Regions from separate parts of the Mus musculus genome. Here region 2 is linked to region 1. Evidence: chromatin contacts called from public HiChIP or PLAC-seq data. All regions are on one chromosome and are shown on one strand. Each heading gives the region's core, a stretch centred on a gene start, on an enhancer-like site or on the middle of the called end of the contact. The rest is flanking DNA. Distances are from core to core; before and after follow the strand shown. Region 1 holds the start of Naa15 (N(alpha)-acetyltransferase 15, NatA auxiliary subunit). Region 2 has its middle 42 kb from the start of Gm30292.

What was found. HiChIP or PLAC-seq counts read pairs in DNA pulled down with a chosen protein or histone mark.
Region 2: an H3K27ac HiChIP or PLAC-seq map of thymic regulatory T cells shows a contact between it and region 1, with 5 times the contacts expected there. The contact joins the enhancer-like site here to the promoter of Naa15 in region 1. A contact is called at or near these places in 3 of 39 promoter capture datasets (cranial neural crest, liver and pre-B cells) and 2 of 115 datasets of contacts at active chromatin or transcription factors (pro-B cells and thymic regulatory T cells).

What each region holds. Positions count from the first base shown.
Region 1 is chr3:51,411,287-51,418,198 of GRCm38.p6, forward strand. It overlaps Naa15 (N(alpha)-acetyltransferase 15, NatA auxiliary subunit), which reads left to right and starts at 4,730. Exons shown (of 20, transcript NM_053089.3): 1 at 4,730-5,090. The coding sequence starts at 5,037. LOC108168868 (a long non-coding RNA gene) reads left to right here and starts at 5,097. Exons shown (of 2, transcript XR_001783830.2): 1 at 5,097-5,488.
Region 2 is chr3:52,836,336-52,843,171 of GRCm38.p6, forward strand. No RefSeq gene overlaps it. Among named protein-coding and RNA genes, the nearest start is that of Gm30292, 42 kb to the left of the region's middle. Within about 2 kb of position 4,031, at least 56 of the 459 cell types and tissues checked have an H3K27ac peak or open chromatin away from gene starts, as enhancers often do. A contact at or near this core is called in pro-B cells and thymic regulatory T cells, where this site is marked.

The sequences.
Region 1 (6,912 bases), core at 3,480-5,979:
CAGACAGGGTTTCTCTGTGTTGCCCTGGCTGTCCTGGAACTCACTCTGTAGACCAGGCTGGCCTTGAACTCAGAAATCTGCCTGCCTCTGCCTCCCGAGTGCTGGGACTAAAGGCGTGAGCCACCACTGCCCAGCTTAGCTGGTTTTTCTGTTGTGCAATCGATCAAGATTATGTTTCTCTGGATTCTTAATACTACCTGGTGTCCAAAGACCATTTAAAAAAAGTATAGGTTCTTTTTACTTTTTAAAGATTTCTAGTCTTGTGTGCATGTGGTGGTGGTAAGGGTCTAAGAATGAAGCTCCTGTTGAGGACCAGAAGTGGCTACCATTTCTCTGGAGCTGGACTTATAGCTGGCTGTGTGACAACTCAGGTGGGTGCTGGGAACCAAGCTCATGTCTCTGTTAGGGAGGTATGGGTTCTTAACAGTTGAGCCATCTCTCTAGCCTACAGATGATACAATCTTGCCCAGAAAAGTGATTTGCTAAAACCTAAAGCTGTTTAGGTCCATTTTCTTAGCAAAATAAGTGTTAGCAGTTTTCTATGTACTTTTAGCAGTATTAAGTTCTTTTTTTTTCTTTAAGATTTATTTTATGTACTAGTGGCCTATCTGCTTGTATACCAGCACTCCATCAGAGGACATCAGATCACATGATAGATGGTTGTGAGCCACCAAGTGGGTGCTGGGAATTGAACTCAAAACATCTGGAAATGCAGTCAGTGCTCTTAACCGCTGAGCCATCTCTCCAGCTCCTAAAATCTTTTCATTAAAATGAAAAAGTCTTCAGCTGAATGAGATAACTCATATCTAATCCCAGCTCTTGGGTAGCTGAGGCAGGAGTGCCTCAATTTTGAAGGTAGTTTGGGCTTCATAGTGAGTCCCAGGTCAGCCTAGGTTTCTAAGATGTAAAACCCTATTTTATAAAAGAAAAAAAGGTGCAACCAAAAAGATAACTCAGAGTAAAGGCACTTACTGCCAAGCCTGGTGACTTGAGTTCAGTTGCCACACGGTAGAAGGAGAGATCAGACTTCTACTAGTTTTCTCCTGATTTCCACATGGGTGCTTTGACAAGCATGCACGTACACACAATGTGCATATACCCACACTAAATAAATAAATGCATTTAAAAAGAAAAGCAGGGGAAAATAGAAAATTATTGATAGAAGGCAAAATAATTCTATTGTGCTTTGTGGTTCATCTTAAAACTCAAATGATGGCTAAACACGTTACTGAAGCGTGAGTTACTTTGGTTTGTAACCTGGTTTGAGCCTGCTGGACTAATGCACAAGTAAGCAAACCAGCCTACTAATGCGCTGAATCAGTTGTTGGCTCTCAGCTCACTGGCGGCTTCTTGTCCACTCAGCAACCTGGCAGTTGGATATGCTTTCTTCACCATCTCGCCAGAGCTTGTCCTGACACAGCTTTTGCTAGTCTTCAACAAGTTGAAACAGAAGCCGCGGCTTGTAGGAGTACACAGAACCAGTAAGCCCATCACTAACTTCAGGATCCATGCTGGGAAAGTCCAGTTGGTACTCAGAGCTTTGATCCCTGTGTCCTTTTACTAGTGTATATTTGGGGGAAGCAATGAAGTATGAAGGTACCATTCTCAGCATGTTAGAGCTCAATGGGCCCCTACAGTTGGGGGGAGGCAGCTGTGGATGAAACTCCCATCTTGAAAAAGAATCCAACAAGAAGCTAATAGCTATCATATAGTTTGGTACATGTCTTTCATAAAATTCATTTAAACCATGTCTTGAATTTAAATGCTAAAAACCCTATTTGTGACCTAGGTAAGAGGGGATTTGAGGTAGCAGCTAGAAAACAGTTTCAGCACTGGATCTTTCCACGAAGAGACATGTGTTCAAGTTGGGGTGGGGTGGGGGTTGGGGGAGGGAGAGCAAGAGTTGGGATGAGAAGAAAACAGTAGATACATAAAGTCCATAGATCAAGCTCAGGACCTGAAGAATGGCTTCTTGTTTATGCAAATTTTTATTAAACAAGAAGTCAGAAGCTTTTCTGATGCTTTTCTATTAACAGCATGTCCAGACTGGCCCCTGCTCTCCCACTCCAGGCAATCATCCTGCATGCTTTGCTAATTCATCCTTCAAGTCCTTCTGCCCTGGCCTCCCCAGCTCTGGGATTACACATGTGCGCCACCACACCCAGTGGGAGGAAGCCCTTCAGCCACAGTGATAGAGAAGGATGCAAGGTCAGCAGCAGTGTAGTGCAGGGCCATACAGCCTTGGCTGTTACTTCCTGGAAGCACAAAGAGCACTCAAAGCATAGCTCACATGCAATTTCTATCTGTTGTATTGTAGTGATCACTGTAGGTGTTTTATTATTGAGTTCAGGCTATCATGTCACTGACTGTGTGGTCAGACTATTATTTACAGGTGCATTTTAACTCGGGAATGAATCAGATCAATGTTGTAATTAGACCAGTGTTCACTGAACCTTAAAACCTGCTGTCTGGGCTGAGAGAGATGACTGGCAGTTAGGAGTACTTACTGCTGTTCCAGAAGATCTAGGTTCCTTTCCTAGCACCATGCTGGGTGGCTTGCAACCACTTGTAATTCCAGCTCCAAGGGATCTGGTACTCTGATCTCTGTGGGCACCAGTACACATGCACACAAACACAAAAACAGCTCTACAACACAACAGGTCCACCCAAACCTCTGCTGCTTAGACTTGGAAAAGTAACTATATTCTCGGCATTTGGAAAGCAAAGGAGGGTATGGGTTCAAGGTAAGCCTGGGCTACTTAGGGACACCAACCAACAAACCAATCAAATTACTAGTTGGTGGGAAGGGGATTAAAAGTAGTCAAGGGAGACAAGATGGTAAGGGTATGTATGTGTGTGACTATGATTGAAATATATCATGTACATGTATAAAAATAATGAATACCATTATTATGTATAATTAACATGCCAATAAAACCTTACAATTTAAAAAATTATTTGTACAATTTGAAAAAACAAAATTTGCATTTAGTGCTGTGGGTATAGCTAGCTTAATGGTAGAAGTGCTTATCTGGCCAGGCAGTGGCGGCGCATGCCTTTAATCCCAGCACTTGGGAGGCAGAGGCAGGTGGATTTCTGAGTTCGAGGCCAGCCTTGTCTATAGAGTGAGTTCCAGGACAGCCAGGGCTACACAGAGAAACCCTGTCTCAAAAAAACAACAACAAAAAAGTGCTTATCTGGCATGCATAAAGCACCAGGTTAGCTCTTCAACAGCACACACTTGTAGAAAAGCTATTTATTTACTTACATCTTTGTATGTGAAGGATTTTCTTCTAGGCTTATCTATTTTATATGCATGAGCCTTTTGTCTGTGCGAGCACCCTGTGTATACCTGGCCTCTTCAGAGGTGCTGGGACCCAGCCTAGGTTCTCTGCAAGAGTAACAGGTCATTTCCCCTATGAACTCCCTCTCCAGCCCAGAATTCACTTGTTATTTATGTGTGCCAACATGGAGGTTAGAGAACAACTCTTTGGAGCCTTTTCTCTTTTTCCATCTTCATGTGAGTTCAGGGGTCAAATTCAGGCTGTCAGGCTTGCAAAGTAAGTGCCTTAATCCACTGAACCATCTCACCAACTTAATTTTCCTAAATCTTTAGAGAGATTAGTGTTCAAGGATACCCCAGGATTTGCCTGCTCTAAGCTTGCTCCCTTTTTGGTTTTTAAGAGATCGAATTCCAGGATAGCCAGGGAAACACTGGGAAATCCTGTCTCAAAACAAAACAAACAAAAACAGACCTAAAGGAGCTAAACTGCTGCACATCTTTATGACTCAGGATGCACAGATTACTAGAAGGTCCACATGAGATAATCAAGGGTAAAATGGCTCTTGTGACTCAATGGCTTGCCATTTTGTAAAGTTTTATTGTTAACTGTAATGAAACGTCTGGATCCTCTTCTCTCTCAGGCCTGACCTTGCTCAGTGGAGTCTGGCCTCTAAGGATTGAGGATTTCTGTTAACAGGCAGTTCAACAGATACAACCCTAAGCATGAATTAGAAGCCAACTCCAGGAGTCTCGGCCCTCAACTCCACCACATTAAGGTGACTCACACAGCCAGTTCCTCAACCTCGCATTATATGACTTCAGCAATGAAATAAATATACCTCAACCTTCAGAGGCTCCTTTGGCAGTATAAGTATGTCACTTCGGATCTGGCCAACACCTTTCCTGGCTATCTCTAGCAATAGTCAACAAAAATCACTGATACCCTAGCCAGCCGGGGCCCATTTCATAGGTCAAGCTCTTAGAGGCTTTTCAAGATGATTAAGCCCTCTTTTTCGGATCGGTTCACAAATTACCCTTCGCTCCCTTCTGTACACAATACAGGCACTTGGGCCTAGAACCATTATACCTCTTCTTAAAACATCTCCATTTTGGCACTTGATACTCAAGCTATGATGACACCATCTGGGTGAGTCTACCCCACCGAGAGAAAGGCAGGCCGGTCTAGCGAGAAGGGGCAGAAAGTCTGTTTCCAGAGAGGAGGCGGCGGCGGCGGAAGCGTCATTGGCGGCCCTCCCAGGCACACGGCACTGGCAGGACCGGCAGAGCCAACTCTGAAATCCGCGGCTCCGCAGGCCGGCCCGGCCTCCGCGTTCCCGGCAGGCTCCGGTGCATCGAGGGTGGGGAAGAGCGGGTCACCGCGCCTGCGCGTTGGGAGGTGTGACCCGGGTGGGAAAGCCCTCCGAGTCCGCCATTTTGGCTGCCTCTGTCGGTCTTTTCAGTTACCACGTGAACCGCCGACGGAGACCCGGGAGGGGGGAGGTGGCGGCGGCGTTAAGTGAGAAAGGGGGAAAAGGAGGAGAGAGAGAGAGAGAGAGAAAAAAAAGAAAAGAAAAAAAAAAAGAGGCGAAGGGAGTGTCAGGACAGGGCGGGCGCGGCGACCCCGGAGGCCTAGTGGCGGCGGAGTGAAGGCTTCAAGGCTGAAGTGAGCTCGGGAACGGCAGTGGCGGCGGCGGGCGGACAAACGGACTGAGCGAGCCGGGCGGTGGCGGGAGCCGCGGGAGGAGCCGGAACCATGCCGGCCGTGAGCCTCCCGCCCAAGGAGAACGCGCTCTTCAAGCGGATCTTGGTGAGTGTGAGGCGGCGAGCGGGCACCGGGGATGGTTTCGCTGGGAGCCGGGCCTGTCAGCCCCGAGCCCGGGCGGGCGAGCGGGCACCCGGCCACCCCGCGGGGACCCCACCTCGGCTGTGCTGGCTGGCGGGGCGCACTCTCAGCTCTCGTCTCGCCCCGGGAGCGCCCCCACCTCCGTCCGCGCGCCGCGGCCCGCGGGCTTCGAGGCCTCGGTTCCGGACTAGGCCCCGACTCCCCGGCATCCGCACGGCTCGGCTGCCGTTTACCCTCCTAGAGCGAAGGGAGGAGCAGCCTGGCCTTGAGCGGGGCAGCGGGCCGCACGGGCCGGGAGTCGCGGCCCCGCTCCGGACAGGGATTCTGCCGGCTGGTCGGGGTGGCACCCTCGGAAGGAACAGGTGGTGTGGCCGAGGCAGGGACTCATTCATTGCTTGAAAGCACTTCTCCCTCTCCGGCCCCGTCCCTCCCTCTTCCTCCCCATCTGGGATTCACCGGTCCCCGCCCGGCCGGGGGTCACTGTTGGACTCGAAAGAATGGACTCTTGTAGAAGCGGAGGCTACTCTGTCACCTCCATCCAGGCACTTGCATACTTGATCCTGCAGCCCCTCGGCCTCTTTTTTTGGGAGTGGGAAACGCAGCATTTGTTTGTTAGTTGGAGAGCAAAACGGCCCCACCCCGACACCCTTCTCCGGGAGGTGGGACTCATTTCTAGGGGCGGTCCGGTAGGAAGTTTCAGTACAGACTCCCCCTCCACCCCTTACTCTGAAGTTTTAAAAATAGCGGTGCAAAAACTTAGCAGGAGATAATAGAAGTGTCTTCTAAGATGGATCTTGTTGACGCTATCTCAAACTCATCCCCTGTGCTTCAGATGTTTGCGGTTTGCATAAAAATACACGCAGTGATAACTTGCGGGGGTATGGGCTTGAATCTGTTTACATTGTAAACTATGCCCTGCTTTATCGGCTCTGTCATTAATACATTGTAGCAGTTTTTGTTGTTAGTGTGAGGGTAGCTTCTTTTATACAAACTTTTTTGTGCGTGAAAGAATTAAGTGTATTCGCCAAACTTGACTTGAATTTTGGAGTGTGTGTGTGTGTTAGCCTTTTAGATTGCAGTTATAATTCGTTTGACAACAAAATAAGGAGATTAGATATTTGGCTTTTTCTTTTCTTTTTTTTTTTTTCTTTTTTCTTTTTCTTTTTTCTTTTTGGCTATTTATGGGCCAGAGAGATGGCTCAGTGGATAAAAGCAGTCATTGACTGTTCTTCCACAGGTCCTGAGCTGAGTTCCCAGCAACCACATGGTGGTTCTCAACCATCTATAGTGGACTCTGATGCCCTCTTCTGGGGTGCAAGACATTCAGGAAATAGAGCACTTATATACATAAAATACATAAATAAATCCTAAATAACCATTTATATTGAGGTGATTGATTTTACAGAACTATCCATGTAATCAATTTGTGTAGAAAAACATATTAGACAGTCACTTCCCGTACTACTTAATGGCGTTTTGTTTTCAGACCTTTAGAAGTCTTAAGTGGATTTGTAGCATAGTTTTTTGTTTTTAGTGTTCTGAGACAGATCTCACTTTCTGTAGCCAGGCTGGACTGGAACTCTTGGCAGTTTTTCTGCCTCAGCATCCCAAGAGGTGGGATTACAGATGAGAACTACTATGCACTTCTTGTGACAGTTCTAGAATGATTTTATTTTTTTATGTGTGGAGAGGTCAGAGGGCAACTTCCAAGAGTTGGTTCTCTTCCACCATGTGGGAGTTCCTGAGATTAAACTCAGGTCAACAGATTTGGCAGCAAAAAGCTGGG
Region 2 (6,836 bases), core at 2,781-5,280, 1.4 Mb after region 1:
AGTCACCTGAAGCAACAGGAATACTGATGAGAGCCTAGAACCTCCAAAAGCAGGAGTCAAAACTCACCTGTTCTCTTAATGAGTTAATTAACTCGAGTCTTCTGTTATTGTGGCAAAAAGCAAACAAAGCATAAACGTGAAGCTTCCCTTCCGGATAAAGGTGACATGGCATGAATGACTAAAAAACTAAATATATTTTCCAAAGAAATAAATATGGTGGAGAGATCTGTGGAGGCAAATGTCTAGAAGTTTCAAGAAGTGTCAAGGAGTTCAAGCCTTTTAATGCCAGAGGCAATATCTGCCTTACAAATTCATAGCTTACACACTTTGGAGACCTCGAACCTTACTAGTGTGTTTAAGAATCCTCACACTTAGTGCCTCTTAACACACTGAAATTACTAGGCATATTTCAAATAAACCCTTTATAAACTTAGTGGAACGCATGGATAAAGGTATGCCACGAGTTATGGAGCAGACAGTGCTGTTGATTAACAGTGCTATTGATTCACTGATTTCTTTGGCTTGGCACATTTTTCTTCTCTGTCTCTGTTGATCCTGCTGATCGTGTGGCTCACTTCCTCTATCTGACACATTCTTAAGATGGTTGGAATGTCGCTCTTTCATCAAAGGTGAAAGGCCAAATTTCAACTCCATGCAGAGTTGGCTATTTCTGACAGCGGCTCTTTCCCTGGCAACAGAGGGTGCTGAGCTCCCGAGCAAGAGACCATTGTTTGTTTCGTTAATGAAATTAATTTTGCAGCTATTCACAAGATGCTCCGCGGTTCTGGGAAGCATTAGAACAAAAGAGCTCCCCTGTGCCAACCTCAGGTCTATGTAGACTGACATTCAAACAGGCTTACAGGTAAATCCTGTACTGTAGGGGATTTCATACTCTAATAATTACCACCAAAGGATTACTTGTTCAATAAATTAACAATTATATAAAATCTTGTGATAACAAATATTAATTTATCAAAATTAAGGTCTCATGAATTCATCTCCAACTGTCATTCCCATAGCCTCTCTGCTGAGAAACAAAAGATTCGGGAAACTTGGCAATGTATGAACTGGAAGCAAAACTTCACTCACTAATGGATCTATCCAAACTGATGCCATTTGAGCAACTTATTTTGGTAATAGCTTTTAAACAGGGGTTGGGGTGGGGGGTGGGGAATGAACCAATCTTCTACCTACTGAGTGTTCCTCTCATTTGATTTGCTAGTTAGACCACATTCACAGCCCAAGGAACAGGATGGACTCGTGTGCCACACAGGAAGACAGATGTGGGGTTTTCATCCCCCTGCAGTTGCACTTTTTGCCTTTGCTACTTTTCTTGACTTTTATTTTCATTCTGTGCCTAGCAACTCCTTAATTAACATTTTAGATGAGAACGTCAAAGCCACCGAGATGGCAGGCTGCTACTATTCTTGGTCTTGCTGACACTTTCCCAGTGGCAGAATGACAGTCACAGCTGCAGTCATTCTAAGGAATTTGACTGGAATTAGCATGAGAGTTGGGTCACAAAAGCTTCCTTCCTATAGTTTAGTATTTATTTGTTTACTTTTAAAGCGGTTTAGATTGTCCTGAATGGCTGGGCCCAAACAGAAAACCTCTCTGGGGACACGGTTGAGTGTGAATCTCATTTTGAAGGGCCACAGCTCATATGTTAAAAAAAAAAAAAAAAATCATCCTAATTCAAGCTGTGCGCCTCTCAATGTTTTCAGACTCCATGCTCATGGCATTGTGCAAAACAGACATGGAAAAGATGTTCTCTGCCAGCAAGTGGTTCTCAAGCTTATCAGTTTACTCGTAGCTTTCCCGAAGGCTCCGCGTTCACTATGCTGTCCACATCGGCTGCATACAACAGCGGCATCTCGTTCAGTTTTATATGGGAGGTCGGTTATTACTTATGCTGAGCACATCAACGGCTAAGTCAGCCAAGCCCGTGAACAGACACACGAGGCGGACGTGAGCTGATAGTCTTCTTTCTAAAGAGCACATTTGATAAAGTCAGGGGTGAGCACTTGATGTCTGTCTGTCCTGTCTTCTTTGCTTCACCCTGGCCTGTTGGAGACAGATGCAGTAGGCCGTGCAGTGGTCACTGATTTTATTCTCTATCCATCCCTGCACTGGCTGGCTGTTCCTCCAGTGTCTCCTTTCCCTCTCTTGGGTGGCTCAGCCTCTAGCATTCTAACTGGGTCGGGCTTGGGGAAGTCTTCCTGGTTCAACCCCACAGTAATATTTGTTCTCCAAGCAGTCCATAAATTCCCCTGCACACTCCCAGAGCAGGGGTCACCAGCCCTGTCAAAGTGGTGTTTCACAAGTCAAGGCCAGCTACTGAAATTCCTTGAGAAAAGAGGACAGATTCCCCTTTCTATACTGAAAGGGGACTTTCTGGAGTGACAGTGGTGACTTTGCAAGAGTTTTGATGTAGGAAGCATGGCCTAATAGAGTAAGTAAAAGCAATGAGAGTGATGCTCTTAGAGCCTGCCCCTGGAAATGGATTTCCTGAGAGGAATGAGAGTCAGGAGAAAGTGAACAAACTTTAAACTGCTCAAGGAACAAGAGGCAAGCAGAAATCCTGGCCCTGTGTACGCTTTACACATACAGAGCACACCCTATGTATGATATGAAAATAGTATCTGAAAGCAAGGCAGCATGGACTATGTCCTGCATTAAACGGATTCACTGTGAGGCAGGAGAAGTCTTATCCCAGCCAGGAGCACACAGTCATGGGACTGGTCCTGACAGGAACGTAGACCCAGCTATGTACAGATGAACTGATTGATGATGGGGGTGGGGCTAAGAAAGAACAGCTTCTAATATCAGATTTGAATAAGATCCTGGTCTGAACAGCTTTAAGGCATCTGTGTGCACATGATCAACGGGGTCCGTGGTCACAAAACTCTTGCAGAAACGGAGGTAGAATCATTTTGAGCCTGTGGAAGCAGTCTACATCCCTGCAGGCTAGCCTAGCTCCTGAGACATTCTGTCATGGCATCCATCCTCCCTCCAGCATCCAGGACTTCTGCGCGCTAATTGGGTTTAAGGAAAACCTGTAATCCCAGTGTTCTGGCAGCTGGGACAGAAAGACTGAAAGCTTAAGGGCAGCCTGGGCTACAGAGTGAGTGATACATTGTCTCAAAAATAAAATCATAAAATAGCTCAAAATAAAATCAATAGAAGTATTTCTGTTTAAAGTACTGAATATTTAAATACTGACTATAAGAATGGACAGCACTCTTGTCTGAAGCTGTAGTCATCAGATGGCTCCCGGAAAAGCATCAACGACCCCCGAGACTTCTGTGTATACCCTGTGGGCAACTCATTTTTATCAGAATCTTTCTTCTCCTTCCTGTGTTGCCAGAACCTTTTGGACATGGGTTCTGGACCAGGAAAGACTATAGTCAGTAGAAATGCACTTGTTGCACCCTGAAGCTTCTCTGGGTCCATCCAACTCTTGGACCTGGGGACTTCCCAAGACTTTGCCCTAGGCTGCTGGAGAGTCTCATCTGTCTTCTCTGCTTGGCTGTACACTCACTGATGGCTAATGGGAGCAGGCTGTAGCGTGGGAAAGGCGAAGAGGGTTGCTACAGTGTTGCGGAGACTCAACGCTAGGCAGACTCTAGCTACCTTTGACAGCGACAGGCTGTTGAAGAGCAAGCGCTGCCTGCAGAGAGCTGGACTGTGGTTTGCTACTGTGGACACTGACTTCATTTGTTCTTATTTCTTGTTCTCAAGACAGCCTATGAATGCAGACTTGCCTGGAATTTTGAAGTGCATAGATTATTAAGGTAGGGAAGAGAAAATGTGGGTGTTAGAGGGGGACCACACCCAGGCAGCTGCCTAGGATACAGGCTCTGTAGTGTATTCTAGAAGTCCCTGGCAGAGCTCGGCCTCCAACAGAATTCTCCTCTGCCCTGAGACCGCCCATCTTCTCCTTCCAGGTTGTCTCAGCAGAACTCACCGTCTTGGCTGGCCTCTTCAGCCCTGGTTCATCTTCTCATCTGTCAGGGACCCACCTGTGGCTTTAATGTGGGCCTGCCTGAGCCCCACCCTCCTACACCCTGTGGTTATCGGTCCTCCACCCTGATCTTATCATCTGCAGGAAATCAAAACACCATGTGTGTGAGCATAAAATTCTGTCATTTATTTGTGTTGCAGACTTCAGGAAGAGGAGAGAAAGAGAAAAAAAAAAAATCACAGTTCACTTTTCATTAAAAAAAAGGGGAGGGGGGTCACAACGTTTAATTCTTAGTGACCTAAAGTCAGCTAAAGTCAGCTTCACTAACGACCAGGAAATGCCTGACCCTCGGGTCCTCACTGTTGTCATGAACTCCAAACGTTTTAAAAATGGAAATTAAAAAAAAAAAAAGTAATTACCTCTTAGCGTGTTAAAAAGTTAAGTTGAATTGCCCATTACCATGGAGATGGCTTCCTGTTTACCACACTGGTCGCCCAGCTGTTGAAGACCAGCCACCCAGCCAATGAAAAGACAGCTTTTAGCTTCCCTTATTCCATTAGTGCTTCAAATAGTGAGTCAATACAACCTGTAATTTACTAGTCGGTAAAATTTGATAAATTGTGTTTTCATATATATTAGTGGTTTTACGTTTAACAAAGTCCATCATATGGAATTACCACTATGGTTAAAAACATTATTTTATATTTTGAGAGGTAGGGGCTTCCCTGTGCTTAAAATGCCTACCCTGTGCCTTTTAAAATTCTGGTATAGCATTCTGGTACTTCAGACAGCCTCCTGCAATAAGGAATTGTCCTCTTTCCTCTTCACTGGTCAAGAAAGCTGCACTATTACCCAATACTGATACATAATATCCTTTATAACAAAATCAAGACTCTGGCTACCAATCCCCAAAGACCCTAGGATTCTAAAGTACACTATTTTGTGTCTGATAATAAATAAAAATTATTTGAAAATTGAGAAGTTTTTATTTTTCTTCCCGGCCTGCATGTAAAAATATTATCAAGCTACCTAATGAGTCCAAGGAGATGGGACCACAGATTTCAGTAACTAAATCATTTGAAGAAGAGAGGTATGGGGACTTGGGTGGAAGTGCCATGCACCTGGGAATGTGGCGATATTCGATACAAAGTATGGCGATAAAGAAGAGAGTAAAGTGTGTAAGCAGGAGGAAGCCAGCTCCCAGCAGTTTGTTGGAAAGCTTCAAAAGAGCCCTCCTGTGAAACAGTCGGCAGCTAACCACAGCTCTGGGAGGCTTCTCCTCACCTTGGAAGAAGCTCAAAGCTTCCCTAATGAGCCCTCAGGTCTCCACAGTTTCCTGCCCAGACCTTTTGGGTCTGGTCTTTTTGTCCCTTTCCTGCTACCTCCCTGTCCTTCTCAGAGGCCTTTGTGCAGCACCAATGGCTTTGGAATATAACTATCTATGCCACTGAAAATGGTGGCATCTTGAGGCAGAATGTGCTGTGCACTTAAACTTTATCTTAAGCAATTTAGGTATCTGCGGTAATGTTCGAATGGGATAAGCATATCTTAGTGGAACCCTGGCAGTACCAAACTCTGTACAAGAAGATTTCTTAAGGGAGGTTTTGAGACAATGTTTCTTTGTATAGCCCTGAATTCACTCTGGAGGCCAAGCTGGCCTTGAACTTAGAGATCCACCTGCCTCCTCAACGCTGGAGTGCACCACTACAGTCCCACTGCAAGAAGACTCTTATATAAAATAGCTTAATGTTTGTGCATAGCCTAGGTCCACCCCCCTGAACACTTCAGATTAATCTAGAACAGTACAATATCCAACCCATTGCAAGCATGGTGAATAGTTGTACGAAATGTTTAGAGAATTGTGACAAGATAAAAGGTTTGAATGTAACTCTGGTGGTGTGACATCTTCCCAGTGAGTCTGGAATTTAGTCTGAAAGCCATTCAGTGAGGGATGGAAAGAACGATACAGAGTTCAGGCAAACGTGGATGCCGTTTGAGTAGAATTGCTTGTGCATCCTCGTTGGGGGCTGGCCTCTGCCCTAAGTCAATTCTATTGATGATACTTGTGCACTTATCAGAAATACTCCCTTCTCCCTCAAGAGACTTTATATCTGAAACACAGATGTATTTTTTTAAAATCCACCACTTGAAGTATTGTCAACAGACCCACAGAATTCTACCATGTATTTTCCAGTTCATTGTCCAATACCAACCCTGAGTGCCAAGTGGGAAAGGCTGGCATTTTTGTCATTATTCATTGTGGAAGGAAGGGCTCCGTTTGCTCGGCAGGAGGTGAAAGTTTGGTTTCCATCTTCTAAGAGGATAGAGGGGAAAGGTCGTGGGCAGACGAGCCAGTGGGATGGCTGCGCATGTTCTTGATGTTGAGGATACACAGCAGAGTGGAAGGACATTGGCTGTGAACTAGTGAAGAGGTGTTGTCTGGAAGCACCAGAAGGTTGCCGCTGCCTCCGGCAAGCAATGACGATGTGAGCACTGGAATCCAGAGCCCTGCCTTGCTTCCAGCCTAAAGTGGGGACACATTGATGCCTCAAGAATTAGAATTATTGTCATTACGTCGCACAAATGCTTCTACTTCTGTTTGCTTTGATTCTTGGCTTTGGTCAGGATATTTGGGACGCCTCTCTTTAAACAGCTTACATGATCTCTGTCAGCTTGTTACATAAAAAGGCATGAAAGGTTGTGAACTCCTGCCTCCTGCAAGAGGAAGAAGGAGCTGAACGAGGAGGTGGCACAGAGTGTACCCCTCCTGTCTGACACGTGTCGGGCAGCAGTAGGTGCTGTTCACAGAGACACCGTCTGCCTGCCTCCAGAGAGACGGGCACACACAGCATCAGCAGTGCGTGACAGCTTA